2 separate regions of the Mus musculus genome follow, and region 2 is linked to region 1. The links are chromatin contacts, called in public Hi-C maps. All regions are on one chromosome and are shown on one strand. The core of a region is the stretch at or near the end of the contact, and the rest is flanking DNA. Distances in the headings are between cores, read along the strand shown. Region 1 overlaps Lamc2 (laminin, gamma 2). Region 2 overlaps Lamc1 (laminin, gamma 1).

Evidence for each region. A called contact is a pair of places that touch in the nucleus more often than the background predicts.
Region 2: a contact with region 1 is called in a Hi-C map of uterus, with 4 times the contacts expected there. The contact joins two enhancer-like sites. A contact is called at or near these places in 14 of 39 promoter capture datasets (the 3T3-L1 cell line, 3T3-L1-derived adipocytes, the C10 cell line and 11 more), 12 of 484 Hi-C or Micro-C datasets (the 3T3-L1 cell line, adipose-derived mesenchymal stem cells, embryonic fibroblasts and 4 more), 10 of 115 datasets of contacts at active chromatin or transcription factors (the NIH/3T3 cell line, acute myeloid leukemia, embryonic basal ganglia and 6 more) and 2 of 9 other capture datasets (adipose tissue and embryonic stem cells).

Annotation. Positions count from the first base shown.
Region 1 is chr1:153,125,317-153,129,142 of GRCm38.p6, reverse strand. Lamc2 (laminin, gamma 2) reads left to right here. Exons shown (of 24, transcript NM_008485.3): 21 at 1-186; 22 at 1,979-2,137; 23 at 2,228-2,327. Among named protein-coding and RNA genes, the nearest start is that of Lamc2, 59 kb to the left of the region's middle. Within about 2 kb of position 1,997, at least 79 of the 459 cell types and tissues checked have an H3K27ac peak or open chromatin away from gene starts, as enhancers often do. A contact at or near this core is called in adipose tissue, fibro-adipogenic progenitors, heart atrium and 2 more, where this site is marked.
Region 2 is chr1:153,316,468-153,319,889 of GRCm38.p6, reverse strand. The region is part of intron 1 of Lamc1 (laminin, gamma 1); the gene reads left to right. Among named protein-coding and RNA genes, the nearest start is that of Lamc1, 15 kb to the left of the region's middle. Within about 2 kb of position 2,154, at least 56 of the 459 cell types and tissues checked have an H3K27ac peak or open chromatin away from gene starts, as enhancers often do. A contact at or near this core is called in adipose tissue, fibro-adipogenic progenitors, heart atrium and 2 more, where this site is marked.

The DNA of each region.
Region 1 (3,826 bases), core at 748-3,247:
GTTGAAGACAGAAAAGCAGAGGCTGAAGAGGCCATGAAGAGACTCTCCTCTATTAGCCAGAAGGTTGCAGATGCCAGTGACAAGACCCAGCAAGCAGAAACGGCCCTGGGGAGCGCCACTGCCGACACCCAACGGGCAAAGAACGCAGCTAGGGAGGCCCTGGAGATCAGCAGCGAGATAGAGCAGGTAAAGAGAAATGGATATACGGGCTGCCCCAGGCAGTGCCCAACACAGCCCTGTTCCAGAGAGAGAGTGTTTCAGCTCAGTTCAGCCCCTATGGCTCAGAGTCCTGGAGAGGGCACAGCAGCCCTGCTCTACACGCCCACCCTTCTGCTGGATGGATTCTATCACTGGCTAGCAGCTATTACACCATATTCCATGTTCCTTTGAACAGCACTGTGGAGAACACCCAGAGTTGTTTACTATGAAGATTTCTAAGGCTGCTATCAGAAAATACTTAGAAAAATAGAAGTGACTTTTGCACCGTTCGGAAGGTTAGGATGAGAAACTAGTCGCCCAGGGCTCCACTTCTCCTGACAGCTCCAGGGAGAATTCTTCCTTTCCTCTTGCCAGCTGCAGAGGAGGCCAGGCAATCCTGGTCTTCCTTGGTGCATAGCTTTATCCGTCCACTCCCTGCTTGTGTGATCCCCAGAGTCCTCTATCATCTCTTCTTTTCTCTATCCTCCTTCCTCCTTCTTCTTTCCCCTTCTCTTCTTCTTCTCCCCATCTTCCTCTCCTTCTCCTTCATCTTCTTCAAGATATGATCTCACTATGTAGCCCAGGCTGGCCACTATATTCATATCTCAGTCTTATCTTATAAGAAGATATCAGTCTCACTGAATTAAGGGTCCAGTGTAACTTCACTGTAGCTAATTACATCTGCAACTGTCAGTTTTCAAATAAGGCCATCTTCTGAGTTGAGAGAAGCGTGTAAGCAAAGACTCCATCCACCATGTCTTTGTTCGTGCTGGTAAGCTCTCTCCCTCTGAGAAACATCCCTAGCCCTTAGGACTTCACCATGAGTTTTAGGACGTAAATTTAACTTGTAACAATTGACATCAGCGTTTTGATTCTGGATATGAAATCCCCGTGCTCTACAGCCTTCTATATCCTTTGTCTCAGCTGGGCCTATTTTAGTCTGTCCGGCACTGTGAATGCTTGGTGCTAGGGATGGAGATAAGAACTATCTGGTCCCTTGCTTGACGAGCATTCAAGAGATCTGAGATCCAGCTCTGCTATGCCTAGAGCTCCAGCAAAGGAATGCTTCTCGGCTGAAAGTGACCTCCTTCCTGCTTACTTAAGGACTTCTAGGGAGCTGGTGCCACTCCAGGAAGTCAAGAGGTCTTGGGCATCTAGACTATTCGACCTCACTTTTAAGACTGCTTGGTAACCTACAAACTATAATTTCTAATAATTCCCCTTGAGGGCAGTTTCATAAACCTTCCTTTATATGGCATCAAGCATAAAGATACCTGCAACTGTTTAATTGTAGCTTATTGATAAAGGCATTGATGAACTTTTTCCCTGCAAAGACAAAAACCCACCACTACAGTTAACTCCAGGTCTGTATTCCAAGTACAACTGTCTTGGGGAAATCCTTGTAAAGTTGTTCCAAAGACCAGGTGAGTCTTTGGAATAAAGCCCATGAGTGTCAGAGAATGGTGTTTCTTGCCTTCTGGGTTTGCTCAAATGCTTTCCTGATTGCGTTAGAAATTTTCTAGGCACCGAACTGAAAGAGAACCAGTGTTTTCGCACTGACCCTCCTAGTCTCTAGAGAGCTAACCTTGAACTAACTTGCTTGAGGGCCAGCCTGGGGAAGGGTGTGTCCCGAAGTCTGACTCTCTCATTGTCCATCTGACTTGCTCCATCAGAGCCAGGCACAGATGTTTTTTTGGTTTTTTTTTCTCCAATTGTCCTTGGGATGCTTTGAGCCTCACCCTCCCTTTCCTCACGTCCCTGGCTCTTTTTATTCTCCCAGGAGATAGGGAGTCTGAACTTGGAAGCTAATGTGACAGCAGATGGGGCCTTGGCCATGGAGAAGGGACTGGCCACTCTGAAGAGCGAGATGAGAGAGATGGAGGGGGAGCTGGCCAGAAAGGAGCTGGAGTTTGACACGGATAAGGACACGGTGCAGCTGGTGAGTGCAGGCGTCTTTCCATGTGCGCTCTCTTTAGTTGCCAAGACAAAAATAACATCTCAGAACACCTTTGTACTCACTCGTCCTCAGGTGATTACTGAAGCCCAGCAAGCTGATGCCAGAGCCACGAGTGCCGGAGTTACCATCCAAGACACACTCAACACATTGGACGGCATCCTACACCTCATAGGTCTGTAGAGCATCCTCAGCTTTCCAGCCCAGGGTCTGTCCCCAGAGGACTTGACATTCTTAGTCCGGATGCGAGGGGATCTCAACTTTCCCTGAGACCATCTGGAAGTCTGCTTTGTCTCAGGGCCCAGACACTTGGGCCAGGTTGCTTTACATTTTCCGTCTTACCATGTCTAAGATGAGTCACTGAGCACTTGTATCTGGGAGTGAAGGGCTGTGAGTCAGAGCACTGGGTGTGTTCCAGGAAATTCCCAGAAGTCTGGTCAGCTTGAGGGTCCTGGTCTTGAGCCTGAGGGGCCCCCGGGCAGTCTTAAAGAGGAGAGTAACCACATCACTGCACCAGAGAGAAGTTATGGACTGGGGGGCCTAGAGACAAAGAAGGCCATGTGGGAACTATTGGAAGCAGACAGGAGCCAGTTATGAAGCAGAAGCAGTGGGGAGGGAAAGGCTTGAGCAATGGGCTGCCTTGGTCTGAAGGACCATCTGCTAAATCTGATGAGGTTCCTCCCTAAACAAACCTATACCTGTTATGACCAACTGGGAAAAGAGGAGCCTCCTGGATAAGTAACCTGGAGGAAATGTGCAAAGAGGGGGAGATTCATGGATTTTAGGATAGAATAGATTTACTAGCACAGTATGGCAGGGAATCGGGTTTCCCTGTAGTTACTACCCAAAGAAGACTGCTGTTAATTAAAAGTCTAAATCTGGGGGCTGCAGAACTGGCTCATTGTCTAGCAACATGTGTTCTTTCTTCAAGAGAATCCCCTTTACTTTCCCAGTACTCAGGCTGGGCATCTGTAACTCCACTCCAGGGGCATCTGATACCCTCTCTGGCTTCCATGGGCACCTGAACTCATATAGAACATGAACACACACACATGCATGTATATGCACACAGAAATACTTGTTTAAAAAGTTGAAGTCTAAAGTTAATAGTTAATAGGGGGCCCTCAACAACGGAGACTCCAGTGGGTAGGGACTAGGAGCTAGGTCACGTATTCCCATGGCATCCAGGAGAAACCCCAGCTATGCCTCACTGGTTCAGTAGAACAATTGCAATGCCTGACTGCCTCATGGAGGAGTATCACTGACAGGCCAGTATTCTCTGTGCTGTTACATTAATGGGTCTATTTGTGATCCAGGAAGCCCCAGAGAGTAAAATGTCCTCTAAAGATGAAAGATAAGATCTCCCCAGTTAAGATTTTAGCAGCATGGGATAGCATTCTAAAGAACGGTAATGAAATTAATGGGGCCTTTAAAGGGAACATGAGTGGGAGGGAGGGAGAGAGGGAAGGTGGTGGGAAGTGCTAACCATTTACTACCTGTCAGGGACTGTGCCAGGAGCTCTCAGGGCATGACCATTTAAGTCTTGTTAGCATTCGGGGAGATGAATTTTATTGTTGTGCTTCACATGGGGGTAAACCAAGGATGCACAGCACACAGTAAACTGTGGGGCGGGGCTTCCCCTGAGATCCGTGTCTCCCTCCATGTTCCTGTCCT
Region 2 (3,422 bases), core at 905-3,404, 190 kb before region 1:
CCTTAGCTTCTGGGAGGTGAACACTTTTAGAGTAGGTGGCTGTTGTGGTTTAAATGTGTACCAAGTTCATGCCTCGGCCACCGATCCAGTCTTCTCGTGTTGACAGAGGGGTGGTTATTTATGAAGACCTGCTCTAAGTGTCTTTGGCATGGCTGTGGGTTTATTGTGAAAGTCAGTTTGGATCCTCCTGGTTTATTTATGCTCTTGCTGTGGGATGCTTCCATTGTGTTACAATCCACAAGAAGACCCTTACCAGGTAGGTACCAGCAGGCTTTGGGATGTCTCAGCCTCCAGAACCTTGAGCCAAGTCAATTTCTGTTTATTTTAAATTACTCAGTCTGAATATAGCAGCAGGAAATGGATCAAGATAGTGGCTAACTAGAGTAGTAATAATGAAATTATGGAGTTTGTAGAGAATATAGGTAAATCCTATATATAGTCATACATGCCTATATCCATGCAATGCCTGGGAGGTGGGATGGAGGTCAGAAGTTCAGAGTTACCTTAGGCAGCTGTGGGAGCCCAAGACTCAACAACAGTCCTTAGGGAAGTTTAAGCTGTTAAAAATATTTTGACAAAAGGATTCGAGTTTAATTTATTTTAAACTCATACCAAGGAAATTGGGGTTGGTGAGATGGCTCAGTGGATAAAGGGACTTTATTCAGCCTAGGGACCTGAGTCTGATTCTTGGAACTTGTATAAGGGTAGGAAGAGAGACTTGACCCCATAAAGCTGTTCTCTGACCTACAGACATGCACAAGTATATATACACACCATGGCATGTGTACCCACCACATGCATGTGTACACAGTAATGCATACAGTTAATGGTGGTGTGGTTGCCTGAGGCTTGTAGTTAATCTGCTCAGCTGCGTTTCTCAGGTGTTCCTGCTCATCACATCAAATAGTCTGATAGGTCTAGTGACTTCACCTGTGACTGGTGAGCCTGATGCTTTTAGGGGCTAGGGTAGAGGACAGTGTTAAATCCCCTGGGACCAGAGTCACAGACAGTAATAAGATGCTTGATGTAGGTGCTAGGAACTGGACCTGAGTCCTTTGACAGAGCAGCAAGTGCTCATAGCTGCTGAACCTTCTCTTCATCCCCTGAGGTTCTATGTTTGTTTTTTTAAAGACAGGGTCACACCATGTAACTGGCTGGCTTGGAATTCATTGGGAAGGTTAGGCTGGCCTTGAACACGTGGAGATTGGCCTGCCTCTGCCTCCCGAGTGCTGGGATTAAAGGTGTGCATCATCACGCTCAGCTAAGTTTTTGACTTGTGTTTTAATATGAGATCATAATTTGATACAAGCGAGCATCCTAAGAATTTTCCTTGCAGTTGTTCATGTTGGATGTGGGGAGAAGCTGGGATGAAGGTTATGGGGTGGGGACTGATGACGCTTGTTAGATGCCTTAAGACCACTTCGTGGGAAAAGTGTTGCGATCAGGAGACCGCATGCCCCAGATTGACTTTGTAGATCACTTCTATGCAGAGTTGGAATTTATAGTGAGTATTTTAGATAAACACATGCAATAGAAACTTCCCAAGAGATTACAGATTCTTAGAATTTTACAGATTATGAAAGTTTATGGAAACATCTGTAATGCAGCTGTGATAAAGTTTGTTTACTTTTATCAACTTTAGAAGTTCAAGCATGTTTACTGCTGTCGTCAGGGTTTTTACCCCATGCCGAGATAGAAGTTAGCACTGACCTGTGGTGGACATGGGAACCACTTGGTTTGGTAGTCATCTTGAGAAGGCTTTGGTTTTTGATGACATCCCGTGTAAAACTGGGCTGTGCTGGCCCAGACGGCAGTGGTGGGTGTGGATCATGACTAGGGGAGACTCTGGAAACAGACAAACCTTCCAGATGTCTAGAGAATGTGGACTTGCGGCGGCCTGTGCTTGCCGTTCTTGTGTCTGTATCTGTCCTGCTTTGACTTTCATGGTTGCTTTAGGGAAGGGCCCGAGGACCTGTTTCTTAGATTGGGAAATAAAATGGAAGTTAACGTTTTTCTGGAAGCCTTTTAGTTGGTATTGGCTTTTCTGTGAGAGAAAGAGACCGAGAAGCCGTCTCAGTCCCTTAAGGCCGACTGTGGGTGGGGGCGGCCTCGAGGATGTGGCTGAGAGGTAACGGAAAGCAGATTCATTCATGGCTCTGGTGAGCTTCAGTTATGAAACGGGCCTCCAGTGCCCCAGTCAGCAGCCTGTGAACCATGCCTGACTGAATGGGTCTTGGTTTTGAAATTTACAGATTGCCTGGATCCCCACTGTCTCCTTGGCCTTCTTCTCAGATGCAGCTGTTTTTGTTACTACATCATTTTGTGTTTTAACTGGCTGGTTACTTTCCCAGTCCCTTTTATGGTGAATAATGACACATGGAGCTTGAACACCCAAGTGTGTGGCTAATCAAACAGGAAATCTCAAGGAAGCACAGAGAAACAAAAGACAAGACAGGAAAGGTCATTCATGAGCCTAGGCAGTAGACATCTGCGGGAACATCTGACAGCTTGAGACAGGCTGGAAACTCAACCAGTGGAATGTTTTATGTGGGACTTGCTGTTTTTCTTATGCATTGGAAATATTAAGCCTTAATAAATTAGATAGAAGTGAAGGTGAAAGAGAGAGAGAGAGAGAGAGAGAAAAGAATGTGGCATTCTTGCCTTTCAAACGGGAAGGCAGCTCTGGCCGCAGGGTGCCTTGGATCTAAAAGTCTGATGTGTCCTGTCTGAAGCAGCAGTGAAGCTGCATGTGGGGTGAACGAGTGACTGGAGGTGACGACCGGGTTAAAAGATGGCTTTAAGCAGTGCCTGAGGAATAGGAGGTTAAAAACAATTAGGCGGCACGGCTATCATTGTAGCGGGAGGATTTTGACTTCCAGGCAGCCTGGGCTGCATAGCTAGTCTATAACCAAAGAACCAAAGAGAAGAAGAAAGAAAAATGTGGTCTAGTAGGAGAGCAAACCTATCAACAGATCCCTAATGCTAATCCTGGGACACAGAGTTGTGACAAGAACAGAAAACACCATGGGAACCGCGGAAACTCCAGTTACCTACAGAGATGTCAGCAGTCCGTATGAATACTACAAAGACAGTCCATATAAATGCCTTCTCAGAAGCAACTGTCTGGTGACCTTTAAGATTTATTTATTTATATGTATATGAATACACTGTTGCTGTCTTCAGACACACCAGAAGAGGGCATCAGATGCCCATTACAGGTGGCTGTGAGCTACCATGTGGTTGCTGGGAATTGAACTCTGGACCTCTGGAAGGAAGAGCAGTCAGTGCTCTTAGCTGCTGAGCCATCTCTCCAGCCTGTATAGAGATTCTTGCCTCCTCTGATCAGAGACTTGTCAGGACCAGCCATTTAAATGCTATCTTCTACATAATAATGAAATTAGGAAGCTACAGAGCAGAACTGC